Regions from separate parts of the Sus scrofa genome. Here region 2 is linked to region 1. Evidence: chromatin contacts called from public HiChIP or PLAC-seq data. All regions are on one chromosome and are shown on one strand. The core of a region is the stretch at or near the end of the contact, and the rest is flanking DNA. Distances in the headings are between cores, read along the strand shown. Region 1 holds the start of IFIT3 (interferon induced protein with tetratricopeptide repeats 3). Region 2 holds the start of LOC100151816 (interferon-induced protein with tetratricopeptide repeats 5).

What was found. HiChIP or PLAC-seq counts read pairs in DNA pulled down with a chosen protein or histone mark.
Region 2: an H3K27ac HiChIP or PLAC-seq map of alveolar macrophages shows a contact between it and region 1. The contact joins the promoter of LOC100151816 here to the promoter of IFIT3 in region 1. A contact is called at or near these places in 3 of 47 Hi-C or Micro-C datasets (embryonic fibroblasts, liver and skeletal muscle) and 2 of 2 datasets of contacts at active chromatin or transcription factors (alveolar macrophages and skeletal muscle).

Annotation. Positions count from the first base shown.
Region 1 is chr14:101,213,485-101,216,184 of Sscrofa11.1, reverse strand. IFIT3 (interferon induced protein with tetratricopeptide repeats 3) reads right to left here and starts at 1,408. Exons shown (of 2, transcript NM_001204395.2): 1 at 1,296-1,408. The coding sequence starts at 1,300. It also overlaps a transcript of LIPA not described here.
Region 2 is chr14:101,253,513-101,256,212 of Sscrofa11.1, reverse strand. LOC100151816 (interferon-induced protein with tetratricopeptide repeats 5) reads right to left here and starts at 1,395. Exons shown (of 2, transcript NM_001315572.1): 1 at 1,375-1,395. The coding sequence starts at 1,379. It also overlaps a transcript of LIPA not described here.

The DNA of each region.
Region 1 (2,700 bases), core at 159-2,658:
AGAGCAGGGCACCTTGATGTGGTGTCAGGACAGTGACTCTGGACACAACCAAGCACAGGTCATTGCCAAACTCCCTAGACAGGCTAGCTACCAAGATGCTGGGCAGAGCTAGGTTTTTCTGGTCAACCTACTCATGCAGACACAATTAACATCATTTGTAACCAGGAGACTATCATACAGGAAAGGGTGACCTGAGGCACTTGGCAGTGAATTCTTCCTATCCATCCTATCTTCAGATACAAGCCTGCAGAGCATTTGGGAGCCCTTGAGTCTCCCTGTCCTCCCTCCCCCAGTGATCACTAGGATGCTCCCTCTCCAGGCAATCAACCCCTCAGTCCCCATAAGTGTTTGATGGGAAAGTTTTCCTTTTCTCTCAGCTCTGTCTTTCCTGAGGCTCTATCTGATGGTAGAGCTGGAGCACATCTATGTGCATCTTTTGAAATCAAGTTTTCTAAGATTATGCTTTAGATTCTAACAAAGTGCACCCATTTAAAGAATAGCTTGATGAATTTTGACAAATGTATATACCCATGTAACCACCACCACCATCTCCTCTTTGCATCATCCCCAAAGATTTTCCTGTGTGCCTTCCTAGTTAAGCCCAATCCCACCCTCCACCATCCCATCCCCAGGCAACCACTGCCCATTGCTCTGCTTTCCTTCACTAGAAATTAGATCAGTATTAGGAAAGAGATTAGGTCGTTATGTTTTGAAGAGATATGATTTTCTGCTGCTCACCAGCCCTCATTACAGCAAAAATAAGAAGAAACACCAAGCTTTGGGTTTGTTTTCATATGAGAAATGGAAAAAAAAAGTCCATTTGTAAAAATGGTTTTTTCCACTTCCCATCTTGAAGTGATCAAATTTTCAAGGCAAAATTCCCAACATGAGTTGGCTTTGTACTACTAATTTCATCTTTAATAGCATCTGCTAAAAAGAAATGCTTACTTTTAAAATGGTAAGAAGAAAGCCTCTTAGTCCTTCCAAAGAAAACAACAACAGAAACTCCTCCTCCCCACAAGAGTAAGTCCTTTAGATCTAACTTTGACTCAGCAAATGTTGTGCCCAACTGGATATGACCACTCCTGCCAAGCAGCTCTTTCATCCGGTTCCTGGCTCCCACCTCCACCTGGGAATCTTAGGGAATTTGAGTCCATACACCAGAAAAAGTCACAAAAATAGCAAGTGCCCATATTGAAAAGGCACGTTTAGCCCACAAGCAGCAGGACGCACCGGAGAGGCTCGGCTTACAATTTGCATTGGAGAAAAAGGATGCTCGCTGTTATCTCACTCACCTCATGATGGCGGTCTGTTCTCTGCTGTTCTGAAAGCTGGGGTCCAAGCTGATTTGCCCTTCAGAAACGTGCCTCAAGTAAATAGGAAGGAGCTATATAAAAGGGAAATGGGGCGGGGAGGATGCATCAGCTGATGCTTTCTCCCTGTGTGTGAGTGATTGCCTTTATGAAAGGGAAGAGGAACTGGAAAGTGAAACTGCTTTAACATCAAGAGGAAGAAAAGGAAACTATGGTTGAGATCTGCCATGACTCAGTAGAAGAAAATTGTTTATTTATTTTTTGGGGGTAGTTTTTAAAAAATTTTTTATTACTCAAATGAATTTATCACATCTGTAGTTGTATAATGATCATAACAATCTGATTTCACAGGATTTCCATCCCACAGCCCAGGCACATCCCCCCACCCCCCAAACTGTCTCCTCTGGAGACCATAAGTTTTTCAATGTCTGTGAGTCAGCATCTGTTCTGCAAAGAAGTTCAGTCTGTCCTTTTTTCAGATTCCACATGTCAGTGAAAGCATTGGATGTTGGTGTCTCATTGTACGGCTGACTTCACTTAGCATGATAGTTTCTAGGTCCATCTATGTTGTAAAAAATGCTGGTATTTCGTTCTTTTTAATGAATGAGTAATATTCCATTGTGTATATGTACCACATCTTCTTGATCCACTCCTCTGTCGATGGACATTTAGGTTGTTTCCATGTCTTGGCTATTGTGAATAGTGCTGCAATGAACATCAGAGTACATGTGTCTTTGCGAGTCGTGGTTTTCTCTGGGTAGATGCCCAGGAGTGGGATTGCTGGATAAAATGGTAGTTGTATGTTTAGTTTTCTGAGGAATCTCCATACTGCTTTCCACAGTGGTTGCACCAATTTACAATCCCACCAACAGTGTACTAGTAGAAGAAAATTGTTTAAACTCATGACTCTGAAACTACAGCTTGAGGTGGAAGCAGTCCCAGAAATCTGACCCTAACTCCAGGGTGGATCCTGGGAAACTGCATTTTTACTAAAGTCTGCAGGAGATCCTGAAGTCAGGGTTTCTGGGAGCACATGATGTGGAAGACTGCTCCAGAAATACGTCATAAAAAGTAGCTCATCAAGTAAATTTACTATAGAGAGACAGTTTGCACCTTGAGACCTGGGTTTAATTGTGTGTTCACTTTGCTAACTCTGGAATTATCTATGAGTCAAATTCCAGAGCCTAAATTTTTTTTCCCCTGGTGCTAAATATAGGAAGCCAAGCCCTGGAGTGACTCCTGAGCATGTTACCTCTCTGAAGTCTAAGGAAATCATTAGTTTGTCCAGCCGGAAAAGGGGAAATAGTAACATGGATAATATTGTTGGCTAGCTGCCTCGTTGATAAATTTATGTATTTAAACTTTGAACTCTGAAGGAATGATAATA
Region 2 (2,700 bases), core at 146-2,645, 40 kb before region 1:
ATCCATAGAGTAAAATCTGCTTCTGCCCAAGGATAGTGAGGAGGGAGGGCTGCCCCAGGCATTAGGAACCTGGTTGTGAGATCTCCAAGGGACATTCAGTCAGCCACTCAAGTGCTATGCCCACACTCTGTAGAATTTATGCACAACTGGATACTATGGGAAGTTTCACTTTTTCAAAAGCTTTGTCCACTTAATTTTTTAACTTTATCTCTGGGAAACTAGCAGAGAGAGGCTACTGTGTTTGAGGATGGAACATTTATCTTCAGATGACTTTGAGGGTTTTGTTTTGTTTTGGCGTTTTTTGTTTTTTTTTTTTTTGGCCAGGAAGGAGCGGTCTTTCATTTTCCTTGGGAGAACAGTTAGTCCCCAGTGGAGTCCACCCCTCTTCCACCCCATCCTGCATACATAGACAGTGCACCTAACTTTCCCTCCTTGTCTCTTCAGGCCCCTTCCTGATACCTCTCACCTCCCTCCCTTCTTAAAAATGGTAGAAGTGAGGCACTTATTACATTTTTAAAAAACATATAATGATAGGCAACATTTTTGCAAATATCGTGTGCCAAGCAGTCAACGGACCCTGTTCACACTCCTAAGAGATGAAGCCATCACCTTTCACAGATAAGAAACAGACTCGCCGAGCTTAAGAAACTTTTGCTTTGGGTTACCCAACTAGTACGTGGTCAGAATCAGGATTTAGAACAAAGGGCTCCACTGGCTTCAGGTGCCCAAGATCCGAGCCTTCCACTCCTCAACGTCCTAAATGCGGACGGTTCCTTACCCAGGTGCAGGGCAGGAGCCAATAAAACGGGTGAGCCAAGGTCCCCCCCACCCCACCCCATCTTCCTCTGAGCAAGAAAATCTCAGAAAACGTTGGATGGGGTGAAACAAGAAATATCCGTCTGCGGTACAAAGGAAGTGGGGAGAAGTCTGACCCAGGAATCAGAAAGGCAAAATGGCAGGAGCCGACGCGTGTGACGCCGGGGGGCTGAGGCCTGCGGGGACCCGGCCACGCCGAGGCCAACCGCACCCGCCCGGGGACCGCGGCGACGGGAGCCCCAGGGAGGTAAGAGGCCCAAGAGGCGCGTCGCCTGCCCCCCACCCCCCACCCGGGGCCAACGGTCCGGACTACAGACGCCCGGGACTCACGGGTAGGGTCCGCTCGGCCAAGCTCCCGGGGAGGCCCGCCCTCGGCCGCCCCGACCAGGACGGGGCTGCCCGGGAGCATCCCCAACGCAGACGTCCGCCCGCCGGGCTCAAGGGGCTCCGAGCCCATTCCAGGGCCGCAGCGCAGCGTTGCAAATGGAATAAGAGAAACACGGGTGGGAAACAAAGGCCACAAGTTGCTGGGGAGGAAAAGAGGGGAGAAGCCCTTACCTCATGATGGTTGGGTTCCGCGGCCGTGCAGGAAGGCGCCGGTCCCCTCGGGCTTTCTCCTCAGCACTCGGTTCCTGCGCGGCCGAGCGGCGGGCTCGCGGGCGCGTGCTCGTGCTGTACGCGTGCGCGTGGTCATGAGGGGACCGCGGCGCTACCTCCGCTCTTAGGCTGCAGTCATTGTCAACCGCGGACCGAGCGGGAAAAGGAAACTAGAAAGTGAATCTGATCCCCGGACAGGCGGAGTCCAGCTTGGGAAACAGAAAGTTCTGGAAGCGCTGAGTTGGGGGGGCCCCCGACCGGGCTGAGGAACCGAGGCAAGAGGTTTGCGCAGCGCGCGACGGGGTGGAGTTCATCCAGGGTGAAATTTGCAGCTGGGCTTTAGGACTTCTCTCTTCGCTCCTACCTGCCTCATTAAATTCGCGTGTCTCTCGATAACGTTTTTTTTTGTTTTGTTTTATGTTTTTTTTTTTGGGGGGGGAGGTGTTTTACCTAAAATGGAGATTGTTAAGCGTTATTTTTGTTGGGGAACGGCGATGCTCTTGACAGCTTTGTGCATCCTAAGCTGAACTGAAATCTTGATTCAGCAAACATAGGTGCAATGCTGTGCACTTGAGCCATAATTTCTATTGGGTAAATCTAGAGAAATTGTGGGATCAAAATGTGTAAGCATTCAGAGTTTTAGTAGCCATTGCTGAAAAGCTTTGTGAAGACATTTCTGCACCCCCACCCAAAATTGTGTGAAAGTTCCTTTGCCTTCCATGTCCTTGCCAACTGTGTTTCTATAATAAGGTCCCAGTAAAGATGGGGTGGTATTAGGAATCTAAGTAGAAAGTATCAAATGCCCATACACTAAAATTTTTGTCCCTTTCAAATTCAGTCATTCATTCAAGTTTTATTAAACAACTGCTAAGAGCCAGACATTGTTCAAGGTCCTGTCAATACAGCAATGAATAAAACAGACAAGCGACAAGTCCTGCCTTCTGTCTTCTGCATCTTGTTTCTGGTTATGCAGAGGGCGAAGACAACTCTCAAACCTTGAGAAAAAGTATTCATCATCAAAAAGACACTTATTACCACTTTTTTTTTTTTTTTTTTACCATTTAGTGACTTTGATTTTTAAATGAATGGGCAACGATATATAGTTTTTACTATTTGGTTAATTAAGAAACACTGACTTTGATTTTTCATTCAGTTTTGCTAGAAAAAATGGCTTGTAGGTCAAGTCAGTTTCTGCTCCTCGAGAATCATGTTAAATGTGGCTAACATTTAGGTACAGAACTGGCGTTAGTTGTGCATTTGGGACTTTATTATTCTCTTGTTTGGAAT